2 separate regions of the Sus scrofa genome follow, and region 2 is linked to region 1. The links are chromatin contacts, called in public Hi-C maps. All regions are on one chromosome and are shown on one strand. The core of a region is the stretch at or near the end of the contact, and the rest is flanking DNA. Distances in the headings are between cores, read along the strand shown.

The links. A called contact is a pair of places that touch in the nucleus more often than the background predicts.
Region 2: a Hi-C map of embryonic fibroblasts shows a contact between it and region 1, with 2.5 times the contacts expected there. The contact joins the promoter of ZSCAN2 here to the promoter of C7H15orf40 in region 1. A contact is called at or near these places in 2 of 47 Hi-C or Micro-C datasets (embryonic fibroblasts and subcutaneous adipose tissue).

Annotation. Positions count from the first base shown.
Region 1 is chr7:51,927,824-51,930,652 of Sscrofa11.1, reverse strand. It overlaps C7H15orf40 (UPF0235 protein C15orf40 homolog), which reads right to left and starts at 1,304. Exons shown (of 4, transcript XM_001929182.5): 1 at 1,133-1,304; 2 at 1-42. The coding sequence starts at 1,246.
Region 2 is chr7:52,956,303-52,959,294 of Sscrofa11.1, reverse strand. ZSCAN2 (zinc finger and SCAN domain-containing protein 2) reads left to right here and starts at 1,288. Exons shown (of 9, transcript XR_002345788.1): 1 at 1,288-1,442.

The DNA.
Region 1 (2,829 bases), core at 55-2,554:
GGGAGGAAGCGGTCTCTCTTGTTCCTTGCTCTGGCTTTTACCCTAAAACGACAACAACAACCACACTACAACCTTACTTTCCCACACATTTGATAATTCCACAATTCCTTTTCATCCTTAACCAGGACAAACTAGGCAAATCTGTTCTGTCCAGGTATTTCCGGGTCCCTAGAATGATCTTCCAACATCCTTCATGGCTCAAATCAATTCTGCCATGAAGCCTTGCCATCAACCCCACAAAGTGCTTTTTTTCCTGCCCTGGAAAACCTGACTTAGAGCTGGTTCCTACCGTCTGCTTTGTATTTCCTATTCCTCAGGAGTAGATACCATTTATTACTAATCTTTGTATTTCAAGCAGGATAAGTTAATACATGTTTGTGAGCAACTATGGCTGGAAGCGGTGTGTTTGCGGGGGATGGAGGGGGGAAGAAGTGGTATTTAAAGGACTACTATGTGCCAGAAGCTGTACTATGAACTTTCCATTCAACAAACACAAACTAAGCACCAGGGCAGCACGCAGGCAAAGGATAGATAAAGATAAAAAAGGACACATGGTCCTTGCCCTCAAGGAGCTTGGACTGCAGAGAGAAAGAATAAATCTACTTAACACACGTGCTAAGAGTGCCGACGAGATACGCACAGGCCATCACTACGCAAAGAAGGGCAGGCAGTCGGGCCTTTGGGACACCAGGGAAGCTCCCAGCAGGAGGCAGTCTTAGAGTTATTGGAGTCAGCCCCTCAGAGACGGCGGAAGGGAAGCGGGAGTAGTGTATACTGGACTGAGAGGTGCGAGAACCAGTCCAGGGGAATAGACAGAATGCAAGCTCCCAGGGAAGCAGAGGCCGCCCGGAGCAGCCGAAACACGAAGCGCTGGCCTGAGAGAGAGGGAGAGGCCGGACAGATCAGCAGACGCAACTCAGGGAGGGCCTCGCGCACCGCCGGCCCGGGCGCTGACCTCCCCCGCTGGACCGGGGCGCGGCCGAGTGAGGCGGGGGGCAGGAGCCCCGGACCGCAGAGACAACAAGCAGCTGGCGGCGCTCCCACCCACCCACGGATCCCTCTTCACTCCCGCGCTCCCCAACCAGCATTCCAGCCGCCCCACCCTCCCGCTGCCATGGGTCTTGCAACTGGCCTTGTTTGTCGCGCCAGCTTTCTTGGGCATCTCGGCGCCCAAGGGTAGGCTGGCGGCAGCTCGAGTACCAGCTCCTGCTGGGAACTGCCTCAGCCCACAGCGGAGGCTCAGCATCCCCGGCAAGGAGGGGGCGGCGAGGGCAGCCCGGTGCCGGAAGAGCCCTCTGCGCCTGCGTGCGCTGCGGGTGGGTATATCTCCGCTGGTCTGCGCCTCTGCTCTGGCGCGAGGGCGACACCTTCCGGCCGGCGGGGGTAGGAGTCTTCGTTACCCCAGGACCTGCACGGGGGCCCTCTCCACGTAGAAAAGGGCTCAGGAGATGGAGAGATGGGGAGCTGGCCTCTGATCGAGTTGGTGACCACTCCCACCCCCTCCCCCACAGAGGATAGGGAGGTTGTGTTACCTCATGGGAAGAAAAGATTGGACTGAGCGGCAGAGTGCACAGGGCCATGCATTCTCGCTGCTGCAGCCAACCAGCAGGTGCAGACAGAGCCCCACCCTGCTTCCTATGGCCCACAAGTGGATATAGAACCTCGTGCTGCCTTAGCCTTTTGGTATCCATGGAGCACCTACCTTGTGCTAGGCGCTGAGGATGCCACAATGCAAAAAGAGAGGAAATCTATTCTGATGTGTAATGTGGCAAGAGAGGCAACTGAAGTCGGCAGAGGCATGATCAGTTATTGAACTGTTTGAAGCGAAGGATAGGTGGAGTCAAATTTGTTGTGTTTAGAAAGATCACTGGCTGCAGTGTGGTCAATAGAGGAATAGAAGCAGGGAGATCCGCTATTTAAGTGGAAGATAGTGGCCTCAATCAGAGTAGTAGCAGTGGGAATGGAGAATTGGGAGCTGATCATTTTGAGGATATTTAGGAGCTGGAATGATTGGTGTTTGGGGAATGACGAGGTGGGAATGAAGATGAAGATTCATGGAAGATGCCCAGGTTTGGGGCCTGAGAAGCAGGTTTGGGAATTGGTCAGTTTGGAACATAATGAGTTTGAGATATATGTGGGACACTAAGTAGAAATATTAAGGGTGACTGAATGTCTAACTGAAGCTTGAGAGATCTGGGCTGGTGATGGATTTTGGAACCCTCTGAAATGGACGGTAATTGAAGTCATGGAAGTGAATGAGAGAAAGACTCAGAGAGTGTGCAGAGCCTGAGGGCCCAGGACAGAACCCTAAGGGAAAGTAAAGAAGAGAAGGCACCAAATGACACTGGCCAGACATAGGAGTACATGGTAAACTAGAAAGGGTACTTCAGGGCTAAGTGGTCAACAGTGAGAAGTGCCACAGAGAGAACATGTAAAATAGACATCAGAGGTGTTGGTGACCTCAACAGCAGCAGTTTCAGCAAAGAGGAGGAAAGAGATAACGTGTAGGGAATAATTTGATTTCATTATGGAGCAACTGGTGTTGGAGGAGCAGATGACATTAAGGTGGTTTTATTTCTTTTATAAGCTGGATGAGAATTAGCCATATTTGAATATTGATAGGAATGATCTAAGAGAGGAGTTGTTAACACCAGAGGTGCAGGTGGAGACTGGGTGGTCGACAGGAAGCCTTACTCACACGCCCCTTCCTTCATAAGAGAAGGGAAAGTTTAGTTGCACATGAGCTGTGTCTATAGGTTTGGTGGGAGGAGCTGGAGTTAATAAAAAGAGCAGACGAAGTATTGAAGATATGAGGAGAGTGGAACAGGT
Region 2 (2,992 bases), core at 39-2,538, 1.0 Mb before region 1:
TTTCTTAATATACTAAGAGCGTTTATGAGTATATTCCATTAAAAAAATTGGAAGATAGGAGTTCCCGTCCTGGCGCAGTGGTTAACGAATCCGACTAGGAACAATGAGGTTGTGGGTTCGGTCCCTGCCCTTGCTCAGTGGGTTAACGATCTGGCGTTGCCGTGAGCTGTGGTGTAGGTTGCAGACGCGGCTCGGATCCTGCGTTGCTGTGGCTCTGGCGTAGGCCGGTGGCTACAGCTCCGATTCAACCCCTAGCCTGGGAACCTCCATATGCCGAGGGAGCGGCCCAAAGAAATAGAAAAAAGACAAAAAAAAAAAAAAAAAAAACCCACTAATAATCATGAAACATTTCTCAAACACTCATGAAATGAACATTAAATTTTCATGAACGTGAAATTTAAATGAAAATTAAATGCAGTCACTTGATTGTGGGTGCCCCCAAAAATTGTTCTGTACAAAAACACCAGATTGTTCTATCACAAACCATTACTGTCTTTCTCTTCATTCTTATATTTTCCCCTTGGGTTTCCAGGCAGTTAGTTACTCACCTGTTGTCATATGGTGATGGAGCAGCCATTCTTCAAGAGCGCCAACCGTGGGAACATCACAATAGAGGCTAATCTCCCATTCTCACCTCCCAGTGCTGAGATTAACAATAAGTAACACTGGGATAGGTACTAAAATGGAGACATGGAGCAGGTGTGCCACGGGCGGTGTCTCTGCCTAAGCAGGTTCCACACAAAAGGAGATGAAGAAAGAATCGGAGGTGCGCGGCAGAAGAGGCGAGACAGGGCTTTCCTCCAGACGCAGGAACAAAGGGGTGTGCAACAGCCAGGTGCGAGAGTAGATCTGCAAGTTGGGGGAGGGGCGCCGGCCTCACAAGAAGGGGTTTCTCTGGTGAAGATTCCTTTCCAGCTCAAGCACTGCTTTCGGCCGTCGAGGGGCCTTACAATACTACTTGCCACACAGTTCACAGTTCACAGTTCTCTTCCATCCAACTTTCCTTTTTTGCAGACAACTGGAAGACTTAAAGAAGTGAAATGACCTGTCCCGGGTCACAGCTCTGGTCCACACTAGGTTGCCTGACTTGCAGTCAACCGCTTGTCCCGCCACTGGCCCTCCCGCACAGCGCAGGCTATCAAGCCCAAACTCCGTTCCTTGGCGGGGTCGGGCGTCTGCCAGGTGGACTACATCTCCCACAATGCCTTCGGCCCAGTCTCCCTCCCGCCACCCGGCTGGGCCCGGATCCGCCAGTAGAAAAGGAGAGTTTCCAGGGGCCGTTCTCGGTGGCCAATGAGCGCGGTGGGGGGCAGGCCTCTCCCGTCCATTGTTCTCGGTGCCCCTCGGGCTTGAGCCGCCGCAACTCCGGAGGGGCCGGGCAGTGCCCGGGGGCGCTTTTGCGCGCGGAGGGACTGCAGGAGCAGGATCTGGTCTCTGGAGAGGTGAGCCCGGAGAGACAGGGCTGGAGCCACGCGGCCGAGGAAGTAGCCCGAGGCGAGGGAATAACGGGCCTGGAGCCAGTGCGGGCAGCCCTGCTGGGGGAGGGGCGTTGGGGGCGCTGTCCGCGTCCCGCGCGCCCAGCTGTCCCGGTTTAGGCGCGGGGTCCGCTGAGAGACCGACGAGATGTGGACTCTTCTCCCTATCAGTGAGCTCTTTGAACGTCCAGCCTTGGTCGCAGGGTTTGGAAGGCACATTGGACGCGATCCCGCGCAGCCCCTCATTTTACGGATGGGGAAACTGAGCTTCAGAGGGGGCGTGTCTTGCTCCGGGTCAAGCAGCGAATTAAACTGATTAAAAACGGTTTCCCGGGCTCCCAGATTAAAGAGTGGTGTTATACCTGTGTTTCTTCTCGCCAGTTGGTAAATGCACATTGAGATCTTCGGTGTTTCCACTAGCTTTTCTTTTTCTTTTAAAAAACTTTTTCCTTCCCTATTTTCTTTTCTTGGGGGAGGAGGAGCGTTATCTGAATATTTATGATGTGATGATTTTTAAAAATAACTTTTGCCTTTTAGTCTTTATTTTAAAGAATTTGTAGTTTCACTGCTGTCAACGTTTTGTAGAATTTCTATACATATTTTTTTCCTTGTGTATATATGTTCTTTTCTAAAAGGAATTGGGGTCATACTGTGTCTGGTTTTTCTGCCTTGCCAGGTTTGTTTTTAATCCATTTATTTTATATTATGAGGATTATCTTAAATCATTAATGATTAATAATTCTTGTGGAGCATAATTTTAAAAATATTTTAAAATACATACAGCAGAGTGCACAGATCTTTAATATGTACACGCTTATGCAACCATTGTCAAATCAAGATCTGGAACATTTCTAGCTTCTTTGAAACACCCCTCTCAGTTACCCTCCCAAAGCCCTAAAAGTAGTCATTATTACATCAGCATAGTTTTTTTTTTTTTTTTTTTTTTTTTTTTTTGTCTTTTTGTCGTTGTTGCTATTTCTTGGGCCGCTCCCGTGGCATATGGAGGTTCCCAGGCTAGGGGTTGAATCGGAGCTGTAGCCACCGGCCTATGCCAGAGCCACAGCAACGCTGGATCCGAGCCGCGTCTGCAACCTACACCACAGCTCACTGGCAACGCCGGATCGTTAACCCACTGAGCAAGGGCAGGGATCGAACCCACAACCTCATTGTTCCTAGTCGGATTCGTTAACCACTGCGCCACGACGGGAACTCCAGCATAGTTTTTAATACATTTTACTGTATGCATGTGTCATAATTTATTAACTCTTCTCCTGTTGCTGGATTCTTAAGGTGTCAGGTGTTTTCTTTGGGGTTTGTTTTTAGAAACAATGTTATGGTTGTGCATCCTTCAAACAAATTTCTGTTTGCAAAGATGATTAAAAAAAATAAATTCCTGAAGGGCCAAGGCCGGATCTAAGAGTATGACCATTTTAAAACTTCATGGTTTAAAATATGGTAATAAAAAATAAAATAAAATATGGTAATAAAGCAATTGAGATAATTGCCTTCCTTCCAGT